2 separate regions of the Zea mays genome follow, and region 1 is linked to region 2. The links are chromatin contacts, called in public Hi-C maps. All regions are on one chromosome and are shown on one strand. The core of a region is the stretch at or near the end of the contact, and the rest is flanking DNA. Distances in the headings are between cores, read along the strand shown.

What was found. Hi-C and Micro-C count contacts between places; a contact is called where the count stands out from the background.
Region 1: a Hi-C map of tassel shows a contact between it and region 2, with 1.9 times the contacts expected there. The contact joins two enhancer-like sites. A contact is called at or near these places in 2 of 25 Hi-C or Micro-C datasets (leaf and tassel).

Annotation. Positions count from the first base shown.
Region 1 is chr8:123,506,602-123,509,999 of Zm-B73-REFERENCE-NAM-5.0, reverse strand. LOC100191807 (glycerol-3-phosphate dehydrogenase) reads right to left here. Exons shown (of 5, transcript NM_001137232.1): 3 at 2,398-2,645; 4 at 2,146-2,285; 5 at 1,610-2,072. The coding sequence ends at 1,931. Among protein-coding and RNA genes, the nearest start is that of LOC100191807, 3.6 kb to the right of the region's middle. Within about 2 kb of position 1,344, at least 5 of the 20 cell types and tissues checked have an H3K27ac peak or open chromatin away from gene starts, as enhancers often do. A contact at or near this core is called in leaf and tassel, where this site is marked.
Region 2 is chr8:123,002,536-123,005,715 of Zm-B73-REFERENCE-NAM-5.0, reverse strand. LOC109941443 (a long non-coding RNA gene) reads left to right here. Exons shown (of 2, transcript XR_002264078.2): 2 at 1-562. Among protein-coding and RNA genes, the nearest start is that of LOC109941443, 14 kb to the left of the region's middle. Within about 2 kb of position 1,270, at least 17 of the 20 cell types and tissues checked have an H3K27ac peak or open chromatin away from gene starts, as enhancers often do. A contact at or near this core is called in leaf and tassel, where this site is marked.

The DNA.
Region 1 (3,398 bases), core at 95-2,594, 500 kb before region 2:
TTTGTCTCCAACCTAGTTTGGTCTCTAGTTAAAAGTATGTCTTACATTCATGATTTTTGGCCAAAACTAATTAGTGTTGCATTTTCACCAAGTTTCTTTTTATAGTTCATTCTGGCCCATGGTGATTAGACTAGTTCGATAGAATAACTTTTTAAAGAGTTAATGTGACTTATAAATATGTATGGTTTTGGATAGACATAACCCAAACATGATTTCTTCCTATAAATATGTGTGCATGCTATCATTGAAAAACACAACACACCAATACATCTAGGTTTTATCTCTTCTTGTCTCAGTGATTTTGCACAGTGGCGGGCCCAAAATTTCTTTACTGGGTATGCGAGATGAAGAGATGTCCTAGGAACATTGTCGTAGTGGGCTAGTGGGCCAGGAGGATAGCCGCGGAATGTCGCCCATAGTGGTCTAGTGGGCCAGGAGGATAGCCGCGGAAGACAAAAACTAATGGGTCTGACAAGATCATGGAAGAAGTTTTCAAGAGTAGAGATAGTGTTGCATACGTACATATACTATATACATGTATATTTATTTTTTGGCAAAAAAACTGGGTATGCAGCTGCATACCCATGCATCTATGTAGGTACGTCCCTGATTCTGCATCAGGAGAGGACGAATAAGATTTTTGGGAAGCACTCTACGCGACTGCTCGATCGCTTCCTCAACTTGTCGTCTTCAACTTCGTTGCCATAGCTTGTTTTCCTCCTCGCCGTGCAGGTCTTTCATGTCATTGACAACAACGAGACAGTGTTGAACGTCGTCGTTGTCTTCTCTACACGATCGTCATCCACAAAGAAATGTATAACTATCTTGCTGCAATCATATCTTTCATACTGTTTAATTTAATATGTTTAGATATAGTTCTACTAGTGCAAGTTTTAATATTAATTGACATAATGTGCATGTTTAGATATGTTTGTTTTATGTACATACATGTCACAGTGGCCATACTTTATTTTCGGATTAAATTAAAACTAAATGTTCTAATTTGTACAACAATAGTAACACATGAGCAGGGGCTCTCTTTAAAATATTTTAAGGGAGTTCATGGGAAGTATCTTCATTGTATGGTTTAACAGGCTGTAGTTGGGCCCATAGTCACAAAGTTCCTGAATCGATATAGATTGTGAGAGGTTTTACATGGTAGTAACAAAAATTACCCACATTTTTAGATGAATCGATATAGATTGTGAGAGGTTTTACATGGTAGTAACAAAAATTACCCACATTTTTAGACCGGGGACGGCGTTTCTAGGTCGAGGGCAATACTACCGTACTCTTTTATTGTAACTATGGTTGGGCCTCATGTGACAAGTCTGTATGGGCCTTCAACGTCCATCGTTTCTTTTAGATGGACCTCAGTTAAAGAATACCATACTGAGTAGTTATAACTGAATCAGTACAAGTGTTTTTGTTTCATTGGTTTATTCGTAAGACCATGTCGGTGAACAGAGTTACTGCAATTATTCACTCTGTCCTAAAATATAGTTCTTTCTAGCCTACTTTTTTCTAAATATAGTTCTTTCTAGCCCACCTTTTTTTCTTTCATATTTATTCAAATGATAATAAACATAGACATATATAATATATGATTAATCTAAAACGAATTATATTTTGAGACGCAGGGAGTAATCTTACAACCAATTTTGAGACTCTGAAGCCATCATAAAATAAAAGGCATACACATCTTTACTCCAGTCTAAGTGACAAATAAATTTGAATCACAACAGCTTGTATTTCAGACACGGGCAATAAAGTTTATCCTGGCATGCTAAATATGCCATCACCCAACTCTATAGTGTATTAGTGTACACGCATGACACAACACACATCTGAGGCACGTAAGGATCTTGAAGACCAGTAAGCGCCTCCTGGCTCCTGCAAGCTCTCATCAGGTAGGAAGAAACACCATATCTTAGGCCTTCGCATCAGCTTTAGGCAGGCCAAGAAGAGATGGCCGGTAAAGAGACTGCCTCTGTGCCATCTCAATTCTTTCCCGTGGATCATACATTGATTCATCACGTATTGCCTGGAGGATGGAATTGGTCGTAAGCTCCCTGCAGGTAAAAGTTAAACAATTAGCCCAATAGCGACTCAATGAGTCTAAGTGCACCAGTACAAGTTTCCAACCTCTTGATCAAAATTTTGTATAGTGTTTTGAGTATTGGGCATAGCTCAACAGGAGCAACAGCCTTCTTGGTTTCTGGATGCATCACGCTTAGGCTTCCCTGGCTCAGCAGTTCATAAAATGCATTGACTGCAGAAACACCCTAGATCACAGAAACGAATAAGAATCAGCATATAGCCTAAGCGTTTAAGCAAAAGGCACCTGGCATTTAAGCAAACTTCACATTGTCCAAATGGTGGGTTGGCAGCACAAACCTGGATAGTCCCTTTGCCCTTGATGCTGTCCCCCATTTCTAGAGTCAGTTCTCCCTTAGCTAACTTCTGCCCATACCATGCATTGCGACCTTTCAGCAGTGTGACGTATGTATCAGCTAATAAGGGTCCTGCAAGTTTCTCGGGCTCTGGTGCTAGAAGATGAGTGATGTATATCATTTCCGATGTGCAAAGTGAAAAGTATACTGATTTGCTGGTTGCACTCTCATTCGTAAGGGCCGCCACCATACCTGCACGATAAGACCATGTTCAGCAATATGGTACATATATTAGGCTGACCGTGAGGCACTGGATGTAATGCGCTACCCGATATAGCGTACAAATTTTGCTGCAGTGGTTGACTGGGTGTGCTACGCTATTTTGGCGTAGAAGGAGCGGACGGACGGTATACCTAGCGTCACTGCGTCAGTACGAAAGCAATTGTATCCACTGCACCATGAGCTTACAGCAGCGTGTGTATGGAAAGAATTGAAAAAATGATATAATATAAGGTAGTTGATATAGGGTTGAGACATGGAGTTAATATGACTGCGGAGGATTGTAGTATAGGGTAAAGAATTTTGTTGACAAGGATAGAATATTTCTTTTAGAGTACAAATTTAGAGTTGTATGAGTGCGGATAGCCTTAGGCTCTAGAATAACTAGGTAGAAGTGGATAAAGAATATGGGGGCACTCTCCCAGGTCTACCATTTTGTTAATCACTGGTTTTGAGTTTTCTTAATCTATGACATGAGAGCTTTGCATACTGTATTAGCTACAGTGTGATTCTGTTCAATCTGACAAATATAAGCAACATTGCATTTGGCAGCAACAAAATCACTGCAGCATCAAATCAATGCAAAAGGCATGCTTCATGAAACAGGGAAGGAAATACTGAACATAAGATGCCAAAGTGGCATTTTTATTGGTTTGATGAAACATCAAATATGCAATGATTGACCAAGTATCTCATAAGAACTGGGAAAAGAGAGCAAATGGAAAT
Region 2 (3,180 bases), core at 21-2,520:
TATGGATCTTTGTTGATGGTATGATTTTTATTAAAGCTGGTTCCTGTTGCTGTTCAGTCCTCGAGATCATTAGGTTATTCGAATTAGGTATACAAGTGCTCTGACCATTCAACTAATATGTTCGACGCAGAACCGGTTATACGATTTGTTTTTTTTTTCAAATTATGTCTGGGAACACGATTTCTTTGTGTAATTGTTTGTATTTCCTGATTTGTTGTTTGTTTGCGGTTTAACACTGCCTTTGCCGGTCCAAGCCCGGATGAGAAATGTGGAGGGAACTGCAGTGTTTCTCACTCCCATAATTGGCATCAGGCTACCGGGAAGAAATGTTGTTTGGTCAAAACAGCTAGACTCAGAGCGCAGAGGGCGTAACCTAATCATCAAGCGGCAGTACAGTCATGCCTCCAGCCGTGTCTGGTAGCCTGGTAGTGGTAGTAATACTAGTTGTTTTGGAGACTGCATGCAAGTTCTTTTCAAGGAGTGCTGAACAAGTTTATTTATCAAGTCCTTTTTAGGAGTGCTGAACAAGTTTATTTATCTCATTACGCGCTGAAGAACTCAAGGCACAGCAAGCTACCTGAAGCCGTTTCGTTGATCTTCGAACCAATGGATACCTCTAATCTTCAGCGAAGTATGCACGTACAAAACTCTATTCAGCAAGCTACCTGACCGCCTGAGTCCTTATTAGGGACTAGGAGGGATGGTAATGGGTCGGTTGGATGGTAATGGGTCGGTTGGATTCGGGTCGGGTGAAGTAAAACTCTATCCACAATTACACGCAATTACACATGTGAAGTCTACCTAAACCTCTTGGATTCGGGTTGGGTAAAATAAAAACCCATCCGCAATCGCATCAGTGAAGTCTACCTAAACCTATCTGTGCGTAATTTTAAACCAGCACCTAAATCCCCAAATCCGTCGTAAGGTACATGTGTTTCAGTTCAACTGTCAATGTGCCAAGCAAAGGCCAAAGGGCCCATAGACATGTGAAGTCTATCTAAACCTATCCGTGTTGTATCTGCGTAATTTTAAACCAGCACCCAAATCCATCGTAAAGTACATGCGTTGCGTAATTTTAAACCAGCACCCAAATCCATCGTAAAGTACATGCGGTGCGTAATTTTAAACCAGCACCCAAATCCATCGTAAAGTACATGCGTTGCGTAATTTTAAACCAGCACCCAAATCCATCGTAAAGTACATGCGGTGCGTAATTTTAAACCAGCACCCAAATCCATCGTAAAGTACATGTGTTTCTGTTTAACTGTCAATGTGCCAAGCAAAGGCCAAAGGGCCCATACCCTAGAGGTCTGGTAATGGTGGTAACGGACGGCTCCTAAAGTACATGCGTTTTTGTTCTTCCTCCGGCCGACGATGCTAAGTTTTTCACAGCGAAACTTAATATCCTTCTATGTGCTTATGGTACACATGATTTTGAGGTAAATTCACTAGAAAATCAAAGTATGGTGGACGCTATATCTTGCCACACTGAGAGCTCTGCCCCTGTTGTTATGGTTATTAAGTCTATATTTAAATATAGACATAGACATAAAAATTAATAGACATAAGATTAATAGCTATAGCCGATACTATTTAGATATTTTTGTTTTTGAAATTGGGTCTTTAAAAAGAACGGGACCTAGGCTTCAACGATGCATTCCTTGGTTCATAGTTTTACTTTTGAAATCTTGATAGCTGGGACCTGGGCCTAAAGTTTCCATATACGCTAGTATTAGAAGTCATGTGAATTCTTGTACAAACTCACCTGAAGTTTTTTTCCGTCAGGTTACTTGATGTTTTCTTACTGTCACACGTAAAATTACATTTAGCATGGCTAAATAATATTGATTATTTATTAAGTTATCATAATGAAACCGATCTCAAGTAGTACATTTAACAAGTTTACAGAGACCTATATATGTTTTTATTAGCTTAGTTGGACACTTGGTGCTGTCTGAAACTCATGTTGAAATGTTCTTAGGAGACTTAATTTGAACCACTAGTTTTTTGCTGCCTTACATGAAAATATTAGGACATATTATTTAAAGTAAAGGCTTCAATATGTTGAGCAACATTACCAGGGGTCTAAGGAGGCCCACGGAGGGGCTGCGGCAGCGACAGCCATGGGCCATCTAAGTGAGATTAGATAAGGATAATTAGAGATAAGATTAGAAGATTAGTTGAGATTATTTAGGAGAGTTTTTAAGAGAGTTTTAATGAGATAATGATTTCTAGCTAGACAAGGGCGGCGGCCTATTTATGTAATCAATAGATGAGAAATAAAGTAGGCAAGAATTAGAATGGAGAAACCCTCCTCTTGCTCAAATGTGATACATTTACTAGTCCTAGGAGGCTAGTAAACACATTTATACATCAGATGATTCCAGATCTGCTTAAACGAGACAAACCTATAAAGGTGGCGACAACTTTAAGAGTTGGTCCACAACTCGGGACATATCATCAGAGTGGGGCGGAAGCAGCCCGATATACGCAGCGAAGCAATTCGGCGGTTCCAACAGCCACAGGCAAGGTTGGGAACAGTCGTAACTCTTACTCGATCTCCTTTTTCTGAAAAACAACAAATAAGCAAGGGTGAGTACAAACGTACTCAGCAGCCCACCTTCACCCGCGGAATGGGGAAATCAGATATAATGCATGGAATATGTGGAGCTCAGGATATTTTACAGAAACAACAATATTTTATGCAGGGTTGTTTTGAAAAACATTTTGTATTTTGCAAAGCGTATCCTCTCCAAAAGGAGTAAGAAGTTTTTCAATATAGAACAAAATCCCCTGGACTAAACCATCCAGGTATCTCAGCAGTTTCCCACTGGTTTTCTTTTTCAAAAACAGCTACTGGACTTCTCGTCCACCATAGCTCACGGCTCAACCGTCGGACCTTTTAAAAATCACTTTTCTCAAAAGCACCTTTTTTTAAAAAACAAAACACTAATTGCCATACCACACCAGACTCGTCCATTCCTGTGGACACAGACTATTCGAATAGGTTTTCAAACTCTACGCAGAGGGGTACACTTTACCCACTAGTCTGGCTCTGCGATCCCATAGCTAGTGAGACCAGAATCCGAATCTCTTTCTTTCCTCGCACGTCCTAACCTTAACGGTTATACCGGAAGGAGTCAGGTCACCGCCATGTCCAAACCGGACAAAACTTTCCCC